2 separate regions of the Gossypium arboreum genome follow, and region 1 is linked to region 2. A link is a contact called in public Hi-C data. All regions are on one chromosome and are shown on one strand. The core of a region is the stretch at or near the end of the contact, and the rest is flanking DNA. Distances in the headings are between cores, read along the strand shown. Region 1 holds the start of LOC108483410 (probable indole-3-pyruvate monooxygenase YUCCA8). Region 2 holds the start of LOC108450813 (CLIP-associated protein-like).

Region 1 (7,342 bases), core at 434-2,933, 410 kb after region 2:
GATTTTGTAAGTTTAGAACTGTGAAAGTGAAATGCAGCGTCTATGGCGAGCAACAGTTCTCATTCTGAGCTGCTTAGTTTCATCTTTAAAAACCTGGGCAATATCTTGTGCAATCCTCATGGCATCAGAGGAAGCACCTGAGAGCCCTCTCCTTGTGAACCCAGCTGCATAAAGTCCAGCTTTTCCTTTCCACCCATGTGGGAATGAAGCCTTTGGGTACCCATTTTTGGTGAAGAATTCACCTTCCTGTTTCATCATGTCAACTATTTCCATTAGTTTATTTGTCAATCTTGGCTTCTTTAAAACAGTTGAATTTTAGAGCATTTTCTCACCTGAAGCCATGAGGGAACATTGCTGCGGTATCCGGTAGCCAACACAACTGAATCGATATCAAGTTTTTCGCCATTAACGAGCTCAACTTGTCCACGTGAGAAACGCTTGATTCCAGGAACCACATTAATGTCACCTGATCTAATTTTCTCCAATGCACCAATGTCCAATACAGGGGTTTTCCCTTTTGTGTTCTTGAGTTCCAAGGGACCCGTTGATGGCCTTTTAAGTCCATATTTCTCAATGTTTCCCAACATCAACCATGCCAAAATCAACATTAGCTTGTCAACAAGCCAAAGGGGTAGCCATTTCATCATCAAAACAGCCAATTCGAATGTTGATTTCCCAAAAATTTCTCTTGGCAGGACATGAACCTGTTGAAAAACAGAACAAAAAACCCATTAGAATTCAATTTTTCTTCGAAGTGTATCTGATATAAGGTAACTTTTTTTTTTTCTGATGACTTACCGAGCTGCGAACCACCATTGAAGGTGAAGCATTGTGGTTGCACAGATCAAGAGAAACTTCCATGCCAGAGTTGCCACAGCCGACAACTAGTACTTTCTGCCCCTTGAATTTTTCACCAGACTTGTAATCACAAGCATGGATAACTTCACCACCAAACTCTGACAATCCTTCAATATCGGGCAAAACACACTCGGCATTTTCACCAGTGGCCACAACAAGCGAGCGGCAAACGTATTCGAACTCAGTCTTGTTTGAACCACTTGTAACAATGGTCTTGACCCTCCAGAAACCACTGGTCTCATCATACCTAGCTGACTGCACACACTCATTGAACTTTGGGTTGATATCAAAATGCTTAGCATATGATTCAAGGTAGTCAAGGAACTGTCTCTTTGTTGGGTACTCGGGGAAATCCTCAGGGAAAGGTAGTTTAGGGAGTTGGCAGAATTGTTTGGGAAGGTGAAGCTTTAGCCTGTCGTAGGTGCGTTTCTGCCACAAAGATGCAATGCAATCGGTTCTTTCGAGGACAACAAAGGGGACCCCTTGTTCTTTCAGGCAAGCAGCAGTGGCTAGCCCTGATGGTCCGGCACCAACAATGACCGGACCATTGACCAAAGTCCATTTACGCTGAAAGAAATCTTGGTCTTGATCAACAAGGCGAAACAAATTCTCCATTGTCATACGGTGAGTTTGTCTTGAGACAAAAATGTAGAGTTGAAATTAGAGAGCTTAGAGAAAAAAAAGAAATGGTGTTTGTTTTTTTCTTTCAGAGAGAGTAAGTTGTTGTTCTTGGTTTGGAGGGAGAAGATGGGATGGGGCTGCTTAAATAAGGAAGGTCCATGTGATAACATTCAAGAATTTAATGCATTTTAAAAGGGTCCAGTTTCAAATCATAAGCCAATGGCTACCTTTTGTTATTTTATAGAATAATTTAATAGATCCTTATATACATTTACATGATACTTAAAAAATTGTTGAAGGATTATCATATTTTTTTGGAATTTTTTATTCTTTCCTTTATAATTTTTTTTGTTTATTATAAAGATGTAAATATATTTAGAAGAGAAAAAACTTGGGTTACCAATGAAAGCATGGAGTTTACATGATTTTGATGCCCAACATCAAATGTGCTTGTAGATTTCATACCAAGCTTGAGATTCCATATTATTTTATATCAATTATTGTATATGTTCCACCAACTTCATAGTAAGTGAACTTTGATAAGATCATTTTATATATCAAAAACAATATATATACATATATGATAATTGAAATACACAATCATATTCAATTAGCATAACTTCATACATCATATTGAATTTGTGCAAAAGAAAAAAAGAAAAAGGAAAGATTGCAATGTTCCTAATTTCAAACATAAAAAGAGAAAAGAGAAAAGAAAAGGAAAAGAAATTAGGTCCTATTTTATGCTGTAATATTTGAGGTAAAATCAGCTAAATTAACCAAAGATGAAGTGGAAACATCATAGGGAGAGAATTAGGAAACAATGAAAATGAAAATGACGCAACATCCTCTTATGATTCTAATGGACCCACTAGAGGGGAGTTTCTTTCATAAAAAATTTTAAAAATAAAGTAAATAAAGAAATAAATGGGAGGATAAATAAAATATTTAAAATGTATGGAAATTGGAAGCCTAAGTGGCAGAGAGTGCTGACTAGGATATAGGCGGCGATGTTCCCACGTGGATTGGATGAGTGAAGTTGATGAATAAGAAGGGGTTTAACACTGTCACGATCTTGGGGGAGGGATCCCCCACATGAGCCCCTCCATTGCCTTGGGATTGCGACTTGTAAGGCTGCTTCGACCCACAAATGCCCCTTTCTGCCGACCCTCCTCCACACCCACCTTTGCGCCATCTGTCCAACCCACTTCGACTAATTTCACACCACTTCCCAAGAAAAAAAATCTGCTCAACCCATCCACATGCCCTCTTCTTCCACTGTGTATGTTTCTAAGCTGACGATTTGCATGCTCAACTAATATTCCTAACAGACTAACAATATTTAGCCTAGTTGTAAAGTTTATTACAATTTTATGGACAGAATTTAGATTTAAATTTTGAATATGATGTTGTTGAGAAAATAATTATAAATCAATTAATTTTTTATAAATTGTAAAACGGGTATAAAAAATATTTTAATTAAATTAATATTACAACAATAAAGATATTGCTCCCAAATTATAGTCTTTCGTGCCTGGTATTGCCCTTGAACTACAACGATGGTTAGCTTTGAACCTTCATTTGGCTTTTGTGTAAATGTTTATACTTTGCCAAGAAAATTAATAACTATGGGTGTTTGTGATATTTAAAAATGTATTTGATTAATTTATATAGTACATTCTATATAGTACATATGTATCACACACCTCGAGCAATGATTAAAAAAAAAAAAAAAAGCTACGAATTTCGGTGAAATAGATGTCAGAAAGCAAACATGGTGAGAAGAGAGAATATTCTTTATGCATGGTAAAGATTGTAAAGTACTAGGATAATCTAGAGGTTCAAAGTATGAACACACAATTGTGAAACATTCAAGGTACGTGGAAGGTCGATAAACAACGTTGCTTTCGGTGAATGCTTCCGAGTTTGACACGCTCGAATGCTCATATAATTAAGAAATATTATTACTTCTTTTTTGAGATTTTTTTTTATGTTCATTTATGACAATGGTGATTAGTCGTGGAAAGCATTTTAGGGTTTTGTTTTTGTAAATTGTACTTTGGTGGAATAGGCCTGTCAAAGTACAAGTTCATGATTATTATGAAAATATTCGAGTTGGAAACTAGCAATGAGGAAGGTAGCCATAGCTAGCCTAGCCCCCCACCATAATTCCCACTTGGTGGTGTGTGATTGATGAGTGAAAATTCATGGGGGAATGGGAAACAGTAGGGGGAAGGTTTTGGCAGATTGATTGGTGAAGGACAGAAGGAAGCATGTGCATGACCATTGAGGACCTTGAGTTCCATGTTGGTCACTACTTTTTAATAAAAATAGAAGAAAATATATTGAGGGCAAAGGGTTTGCTTATGTTAATCAAGTAAAGCAAATTATTATTATAGTTTAAAATATATTAAATGCACCGGTAATGTAAATATTTTTATGTTGCTAATGAATTAGATAACACCATTTATTAAAAATTTAAAATATAAATTTATTAACAATGGAATGTAACACAAGGTTTTTTAAGCGAACTTTATGCATTTTCTTTTGGGTTTAGCTTCCACATCCCTGTCGATTGTACCTTATCATTTTATGAAGTGGATCCTATAATTCAAAAGATATATATAAATGTTTATAAAATAATTGTTAATTAATATTCATAGGAATCAATTGATATCACCCTAAAAAAAGTGGCCAGATACTTTAAGTGGGAGAAAATGAGTATAGAATCATGATCATGATCATGCCAACTTTTTGCTATGATAATCAATTTATATATAGAAAAAGAAAACCTAGAAACAAGCTTTCCAAATGCATAACATACAAGGAGATAATAGATAAAAAGGAAGAAAGTAAATCATAGGCATATCCCATGCATATGATACATGAGATATGAAAAGGATATGAATGTATTTTTGTTATCCCATATTCCCCCAATAGCAGCTTCCACTCCAACTCAAACAGCCTTGCATTGCTCCACCACCACCATTGCACCCAACGTTTAGCCTTTAAGGATGGGATTCAACGATGCCTTTTTCTTATTATAATTTGGAGCCTTTTTCATTTCATTCTTTCTTTTTAGTAGTCGGCGGTGTACATTGCTTTTGCTAGGATGGAAATTTGAAGTTAGCGCGTAGAAAATATTAAATTATAAATCTTTTTTTTCGAGATAATAAATATAAATGGCAATACCAACCTTATTTTGAAAAAATTAAAATATAAATTATAAGATTTATACCCTCAAAAAGCTAATTTGCCTAAAATCTATAATTATAGTATTAGTCACGCGTAATGAAAAGTTAAAGGCCAAGTCATTGGCATATAATATATCTATGAATATGACTCAACTGGCTTGTCTTCTCACCTCTTTACACTATTTTAGCAGTTGGCCTGCCATCTGCATTCAACCTCAATGTTAAGAGTTTCGGGGCCTTTTACATATATATATATATATATATATATATATATATTTCCTCTATGCATGAATAAATTCATTACATGCTGAGATGGCGTTCAGTCAAATTCTAGCTATAAGCTATGGTCATTCTTTCATTAGATATATTTTTATTTGGAGCAAATTATTTCAATATTTCTTATTTATAATTAAGCAATTTATGAAGTTTGGTAGAATCTTTATAAACGCGTGTAGTGTATACCCACCATTGTTTTATATAATCACATTGGGTAATTATTGTAAAGTGGAGCTACGTCAAACTTCCAAAAGAAAGAGAAGTTCTACTAGCAATTTTTTTCCTTTCACAAAAAGATTCCTAAACCCTTTATTTAACACAGACTAAACTCCTTAATCATCTCTTAATTACTTATTAATGCATAATTAATTAATTTTCAAGGTTAGGTTCAAACCATGATTAATAAAGGGCCCCAAAAGATTACAACTTATGTTTCCATAATTGTCATTCTTTCATTTTTTTTTTTCTCTCTCGCTCTCATAAAGTTGCATATACATGCATACTCATGATACCCACTACTTCCACATTTTTATACAAACCCTTATTATTATTAGATAAAGTACAATAAATAAAAAGTTTACATGTCAAAAAAGTCATTAAAAATGTAAATTTTAATTGAGTCTCCATATAAAAATTTTCATTGATCACATTAACCATTAAAATAAATTAACGGACCAACCAGATGATGACATATGGAGGTTTCGGTTTAATCTAATATTTTTCCCTAAAATGATTAAAAATTAGAAAAATATTAAAATTGATATAAACTTATTAAAATTATAAAAACATGTAAAACTTTTAAATACTATAAAAATATAAAAATTCTAATAAATTATAAAAGAAATTTATAAAATTGATAAAACATATTTAAAATATTTAAATTTTTATAAAAATTATAAAAAATTATTTAAAGTATTAAAACTAATTTAAATTAGAAAAATTATTTTTAATAAAACTCAGTCAGTTTGACCGATTAGATCGAAATTGGGAAGGGTAGCAATCTAGAAAGCTACTAGACCAGTTGACCTGGAAATCGAATGATTGAACCGATTTTTTTAATGTTTTATTTAATTGAAGTAGATGAATCAGTTGTACTGGCAAACCGGTGGCCTAACTGGTTCGATCACCTGTCTGGTTCTGAAAACCTTGATTAGAATATTTCATTCTAACATATACTAATAGTTGGATAATAAAAGTTTGGTTTGATAAAAAATATTTAAAAATAAAAAATCAGTTCAATCGCCCAGTTCCAAGGTCAATCGGTCTAATGGCTTTCTTTAGACTAATTGGTCCGGTTCAAGTTTTTATGATTTTTTAAAATTTTATAAATTTATATCAATTTTAATATTTTTAATATATTTTATAGTTTTTACAATTTTTATTTTTTAATAATTCTAATACTTTTATTTAATTTTAAATATTTTAAATAAGTTTTATTACTTTTATAATTTTTTATATTTTTATAATTTAATAAGTTTATATCAATTTTATTTTTTAAGTTTTTAATATTTCTAATATTGTTTCAGATTTTATAATTTTTATTTTTGTAATCATTTTTATGAGAAAATATTATATTAAACTAAAAGCTATCATATGTTACCATTTGATTGGTCCATCAATTTATTTTAACGGTCAACATTGTAAATGATGGAAACTACTAATGGAGAGGCTTAATTGATTATTTTAATTAACAATAAGGATTTAATTGAGTGTGAACTTAATACATGGACTTTTTGTTTTTTTGACAAATAAGCTGAAGTAAAATAAGCATTTTATATGTAAAAGTATAATCCAAACAAAACTTAAAATCTTAACCACTATTCAAAGTTTGAACCTCTATTTTTAATTCTACCGACAAATGTAGAGTGTAATGATAAGACATATTATATTTTTAAAAAAATGTAGATTCAAACTTTGGAGATGATATTTTTAAAAGGACAGCCATAAATTTTAAATATAATCTGTTAAAGAGGCATAAAAGATACCAAAAACCTAAATTACATAACACTCACATTGTAGAGGAAATATTTTATACACAAGTTATATAACATTAACAATAAAGATGTAAATTGCTTCTAAAGAATCTTAAATTTATTAAGTTTACTAATCCTATCTATATATATAGTAGTTTAAGGTATCTAAATTTTAAAATATATATATAAATGAATTGAAAGACAAATATTTTTATAATATTTTTCTATTTTAAAATAAATAGTTTTTATTCTTTTTAATTAAATTGGTGATTGATTAACTTATAACACCAATTCAATTAAAGATTTTATAAGTAATATAAATAATTCTAGAATAAAAGAAAATGTCATAACAATCTCTGTACTATATCTCAAAATGCATTCCATACCCTTTATTAAAAATAGGTAAATTATTCAATGTCC
Region 2 (6,424 bases), core at 2,746-5,245:
TTAATTAGAGTATTCAGAGATCACATATCATGAAAAACATCCCAAACTACTTTCAAGAAGAAAAAAAATCATTGTTCGATATACATGGGTCCAAACCTCCCAAAAGAGATATCTCCCTTGAAGAACTCTTGGCTTGTGGACTGCTTTTCTTGACATTATAGACTACAGGCTTTCTATCTCCAGCAGCAAGACCACCCAACATTCCATTTGAAGGTCGAACTTGCATCTCAGTTTTCTCTAGTCTGGCATTAATATCTCTCACCTGCAGTTATATGCTATATTATACAACTCACAGATTAATAACACCCATACCTTTCTTCTAGAAGGAAATGTAATCAACATTAAAGGATCAAAACTAATGTTATCATTTATGAAACTACATGTTAAATTAAGTAGAGTTATCAGGAATGAGAATGCAGAGGGGGAGGGGGAGGGGGAAGGGAACGGTGTAACTGAGCTGTTACTGTGAAATCACAAAAAAATGAGAATATCATTCATCTGCAGCTACAAATAATTAAAATCAAGGCTAGAGAATGGAATATATTATTCTAAAATCAAATATTCACCATAGATGCAGGAAGCTGATGGCGATGAAGTTCATCACGAAATTGAGTTCCAGCCTGCATATACATTTCCTGGAAAAGAAATAATGTGATCAGCATTAGGCAACTAGATGTGACAGAGTAAATGGCTCATGAAATTTCTACGAGCAATTTCTCAAGAAGAACGGCAATAAGTGGATATATAGCAAAGAATTACTATTCAGTTAATGCAAAATTTATTAAACATCAATAGCAGAAATACAAAAAAGAAACCGAAAATTAACCTAATAAATAATCACTGTATAGTTCTTCATAAGAGATCAAAACTATTAAAGACCTACACGCATCAATAGAAGCTAAAAACTTTTTATAAATATTTCACATTAATATTAACCTAAGGAGCAGATATTTCATGCCAAACAACCAATGTCAAACTGAGTTCATGAACAAGAAAGGAATGCAGAAAATTGAAAAGAGGGGTGGGGATCTAAACTTGAGTCACAGGAAATCAAATTGAGATGATTTTTTTTGTTTATATGCTAAATATAACTAAGAGAGTATTTTTGGACAACCTACTGATATCAAATTACATAAACATTGCTTTTGACATATTAATCGTAGCCTAGGTCACAGCAGGCGGTCAAGAAAATTTTTTCTATTTTTTGTTTTCCAACAAAAAGGAGTCCTGACCAACTTAAGTTTTTAATGTTTTCCTGACTAGAAAACAGATTCAGAACCCTGATGTTTGCGCCTATTGATTTTTTCATTGCATTTCTTGTCTTCTAAAGGCAAGTGAAAAACTTATTGCAAGCATATCAACATGTTTTTCCTTAACTGATAGGCAGAACAGCTGCCTCTAGAGTAAGCCCCCCTATCAGGATTCAGGCTATCATTTGTATATTTAGGAAAAAGTGAAAGTTCCTTTAAAACATCGATTAGAAATTTGAATATGACCAAAACATGAATAAGAAAATATCAATTCTTACTAAACATAAGTTAGAAATGTTGTTGAGCTCTAGTAAAGATAATACTAGAAGACAACTTTCACTGACCTCAATGCATAATATAGCAGCTTCACGAACACCGGGATTTGAGTCATGCAACATCTGCAAAATCTGATAAATAAAGAAATTTATATATGTCAACTTATCTCTGTCACACATACAGATGAGACTGGAAATCCATTTTGGAGAAGTTAATGACTAATGGGCATACAGGGGGGAGAATAGCCCGTTGAAGTGGAAGCTCAGGAGATGCAAAAAGATTGATTGCGGATGTGACTGTCCGGGCAAATTCCTCCCTAACTCTCCAACTTCTATGCGTCCAGCCGTAAGAGCCCGCCCTTTCAACAATAATTGTTGGAGAAGAAACCTGGAATACAAAATAATCAGTATATTTTACAGATCAAACTAATTGTTTACCACTTATCTTCAAATAATAATTCAAAAAACTCAGCAAGGCACTCAAATTGATACTTCAAAATATAATTGCAAAACATATAATCTAGTCCCTTTCCTTATGGAAACAGATATAAAAATAAAACCATAAACCACTGGGCATTGAAAAGAAATTTAAAAAATAAAAATTGCAATGGACAAATTCATGAGGTTGTACACTCCCTCATTGTATCACTAATCTTACTTGAAAATGCATATGGATTAAGGTAGTTATTACTTTCCACAACATAAAACAGAAAAGAAAAGGAATGCTTAGATACAAAAGCAAATAACATTTATGAAGACTTCAAAAATACAGTGTACTTTTATAGAGAACAAAATGCAGCATGATTTTACTAAATTGGAGATGGGTTTCAGTAATTTTTTTAACTTCCAATCTATTATGGTTTCATTTCTACCATTTTCTCTTGCTTTTTTTACCAACCTTTAGCAAGCAAAAGCAAGTGAAAGAAACAACCACATAATGGGATCCAAGAAAAGTGAAAAAGCTTTTGACAACTTATATTCTTACTAAATTGTCCATAGCCATTATGACAATGCAGGTTCTTAAGTCTTGCTTTAGAGTGAGAACTGGAAAAAAATATCTTAAAAGCTAATGCTTTAGTTCTTCACAGCAGACTTTTTGAACCACACTAAACATAAACGTATCTTTTGAGAGTAGGAGAGTATCAAGCATCTGCTTTTCAATAACATATGATATCCATAGAGATAATTGCATGAGGACCCTAATTCACGAACTTGCTTTCTTAGTAGTATTAATAAAAAAATAAAATGCAATGAATGACTAGTCCCACAAGAAACATCCCACAAGAAACATGGAAGCCATCCCGAGGTAATTAAGGATGGTAATTATTCAATTGCATAAAAGCATTCACTAATGACTTCTACAAAGCTAAGGTAACTTTAGACAGCAATAAAATAAGGAATGAGTTAGGTTTCCATTTACCAAGAACTGCGAAGACAAAAATGATAACGAATTATTTTAAGGCAAAACAATTCGGAAGCCCTTGACTCATTCAAAGCTAAGAAAAACCGTATTTCCTATCTCCATGAATAAAAAACATTATGGTAAAGTTCCACAAAGCACAGGAACAAAAGTCTTCCATGGATTGATATGCATGAAAGTCAGTTATAAAAAGGAAAAGGAATTATATTAGCAGTAGACAACCAATAACATAAAAGGAAATAGATAGCAACTCTACCTCCATGAGAGTGAGAAGTAGGCGTCTCGCAGCGTCTCTGACGGGTTGCTTAGCGTCACCTAACCGTTCAACAACCGCGGGAACAAGCGCGTTGAAGTGCAACTTCAAGTGATCACCAGAGAGGACGGCGGCAGAAGCAAGAGCCTGGAGAGCGCCCTGGGAGACTCTGAAGTTGTTGTCGTTGAGGAGATCCATGCAGCAATCCACGAGCGAAGTAACCTCCGAAGAAGTCAGACTCTTTCTGGAACCTTCGAGGAGGTGGTAGAGACGTTCCACAGCCGCCATCCGCTCCTTGGTGTCTTTGGCGCGTGCCAGCTCTAGTGCCTCTTCCATCTGGATCCCGATCCTCTCCTCAGATCTAAATTTCTCAACCAATTCCAGTAATTTGGAAAAAAACAATAAAAATAAAATTTGAGGAAATGTGTTTGGCAGAGAGGAAAGAAACTCAATTAAAGGCAAGGAAAATGATTATTATTGGTAAAGAGATATTTAGCGAAGAAGTTGCGCTTATTTTCTTTGTTATTATTTTTTCTTTTCATTTCTTTCCTCAAAAAAGAAATTATCATTACGGATGAAAGGGGTAGAGATGGTAGAGTGGACTGAGATTGACGGAGAAGATGATGAAAGTGTGTGGTTCAGGTAATTAAGGAAACTGCCCATCCCTTTTGTATTATTTTACGAGTTTTTGCCTATTTTTTTTTGTTTTCGCGCGAGACTGCGATGTGCTATTTTTTTAGTTTTCTTTTGTTCAGTTGTAACCGTCATAAGGATAACACAAGGATGATCGGATACTTCAGATTTGGAATTTACTAGTCCAGCTTTTTTTTGGTTTAAAATTTCTAGTTATTCTTTTATTTCAAACAACTTACTTTCTCTAATTTTTTTGTTATTACATTAACTATCGAGTAATTATTTTTTATTTTAAAGCCTTGCAAACATTCTATTTTTATAGTCGCTTTCGGATTACAATCTTTCTTCTCTTTTTCTTTTGTTTTTATCGCTACTTAGCTACTGTTATTTGCGTGTTGTTTACTGTTTTTTGTAGGTGGTGGTTGAGGAGCAGTTGATGGTGGCAGAGGCCAGGAGCAGCAGCGACGCAGGCTAAGGTGCGGCGCGAGCTAGGGTAGGGTTTTTGTTTAGTTTGAAACAGTTTAGGTGTTTGGGCCATTTGGGCTGTTTAGGCTATTAGGGTTTTTTAATTTTGGGTTGTTTAGGCCTGTAATTTGTTGTAAATGGACACTAGACTTTAATTTTTTTTTTTGCTTTCTTTTTTTGTCTAGGCCTAGACGAAATTGGGCTTTCACAGTGGCCTCTCTTTGCTCATTGTCGTGCAACGAGAAAGATTTTTAAGAATGACCAATTTCGTTTGGTCTCGCCAAATCTCGACCTCTTTGGTGCTCCTCTTTTTCAAGTAGTTTCATTCTAACCCATTGCAACTTCAAGGAGATTAGACTTGTAGTTTTAATCTGCTCCACTGCAACTTCAAAGAGATAAGATTTGTAATTTCAATCTGCTCCACTACAACTTCAGGGAGATAAAATTTGTAGCTCCAATCCGCTCCACTACAACTTCAGGGAGATAAGAATTGTAACTTCAATCTGTTCCACTGCAACTTCAGGGAGATGAGACTCGTATCTTCAATCTACTCCACTGCAATTTCAAGGAGATAAGATTTGTAGCTTGTAGCTTTAGTCTATTCCACTGCAACTTCAAGGAGATAAGACTTGCTATGGTAGATTTAATCTGACCTACTGCAACTTCAGAGGTATAGGACTTATCATTTCAATCTACTCCACTGCAACTTCAGGAAGGTAAGATTTGTAATTTACAGCTTTAATCTGCTCCACTGTAACTTTAGGGAGATAAGATTTGTAGCTTCAATCTGCTCCACTTGAACTTCAGAGAGATAAGATTTGCAGCTTTAATCTACTCCACTGCAACTTCAGGGAGATAAGATTTACAGCTTTAATCTGCTCCACTACAACTTCAGGAAGATAAGATTTGTAGCTTCAATCTGCTCTACTGCAACTTCCGAGAGATAAGATTTACAGCTTTAATCTGCTCCAGTTCAAGAAAATAAAACTCGCTACGATAGATTTAATCCGACCCACTGCAACTTCAGATGTATAAGACTTGTAGCTTTAATCTGCTCACTGCAACTTTAGGGAGATAAGATTTGCTATTATGACTTCAATCCGTCCCGTTGTAACTTTAAGGGTATGAGATTTGTGGTTTCACTAATATATTACACTATTCTTTAGGGACATGGCTTGTAGAATCCATTTCATTGGCTTATATTTATACCAAGCGATTAAGATGTTATGATCAAAATGAATCAAATGCTCCTAACTATATGTGTATGAATGATATTTGCATGAATACAAAATGTCATTTTTTGAGAATGCTCCCTTTTTAATGCTTAGGTTGACATTGCTCGTTGTTCATCAAGGTTCTATCACCGACGCATCTTGTTTATCTAGTATCTTTGACAGAAAACCCGAAGAAATAATCACAATATAAACTGTTAGTTCCCAAACATTTCCAACTCTTAGATTTGGTTAGTTCTGACTAGTGGTGTAACAACCTGATTTTCAATAGTGTCAGAAATAGTGGTTTGAGACCACCAAATTCAACGAGTAAGCTCGTAAATTTTATTATTTAGTATTTACGAGTTAAATATGGTTTTAGAAAGAATTTTTAATTATCAATTTAAGTTTATAATGAATTATTAGGTTCAGGTAACAAAATCTTAGGTCAAGTGGTTTTAGAAAATAAGGAATCGAGACCTTGTTTCTATAAACCGAACCGTAAATATTTTTTTAAATAGTTACGGAGTGTCATTAAGGTAGTATTAAAGTTTCATTAGAAAATTTTAATAATTTGGTAGTCAATTAATTAAAAATGACTAAATTGAAAAAGGTGCAAAACTTGTTAATTATAATAAATAGTGATTAAATGGTTGATAAATAAATAAGGGAAGACTTAAGGAGCAATTAAGCCCAAAGAAAAGAGATGAGGCGGCATGCTAATGAAAAATAATAATAAAATAAAACAAATGGATGGTAAAATTTTAATTTGCATGAAATTAAACATACAATTTGAAATTAAAAAGAGAATTCTAGATAATTTCTTTCTTCAACTTCAACAAACAACCATGAGAGAGAGTTTAAGCTGGTTTTGCTTATTTTTGCTGCATATCAAGGGCCCGTAGATACTCGTGAAA

The links. Hi-C and Micro-C count contacts between places; a contact is called where the count stands out from the background.
Region 1: a contact with region 2 is called in a Hi-C map of leaf, with 4 times the contacts expected there. The contact joins the promoter of LOC108483410 here to the promoter of LOC108450813 in region 2. A contact is called at or near these places in 2 of 5 Hi-C or Micro-C datasets (both in leaf).

What each region holds. Positions count from the first base shown.
Region 1 is chr7:61,740,532-61,747,873 of ASM2569848v2, forward strand. It overlaps LOC108483410 (probable indole-3-pyruvate monooxygenase YUCCA8), which reads right to left and starts at 1,684. Exons shown (of 3, transcript XM_017786794.2): 1 at 799-1,684; 2 at 333-704; 3 at 1-246. The coding sequence starts at 1,479. The coding sequence ends at 13.
Region 2 is chr7:61,329,398-61,335,821 of ASM2569848v2, forward strand. LOC108450813 (CLIP-associated protein-like) reads right to left here and starts at 3,996. Exons shown (of 21, transcript XM_017748590.2): 1 at 3,202-3,996; 2 at 1,758-1,913; 3 at 1,595-1,657; 4 at 567-635; 5 at 97-262. The coding sequence starts at 3,534.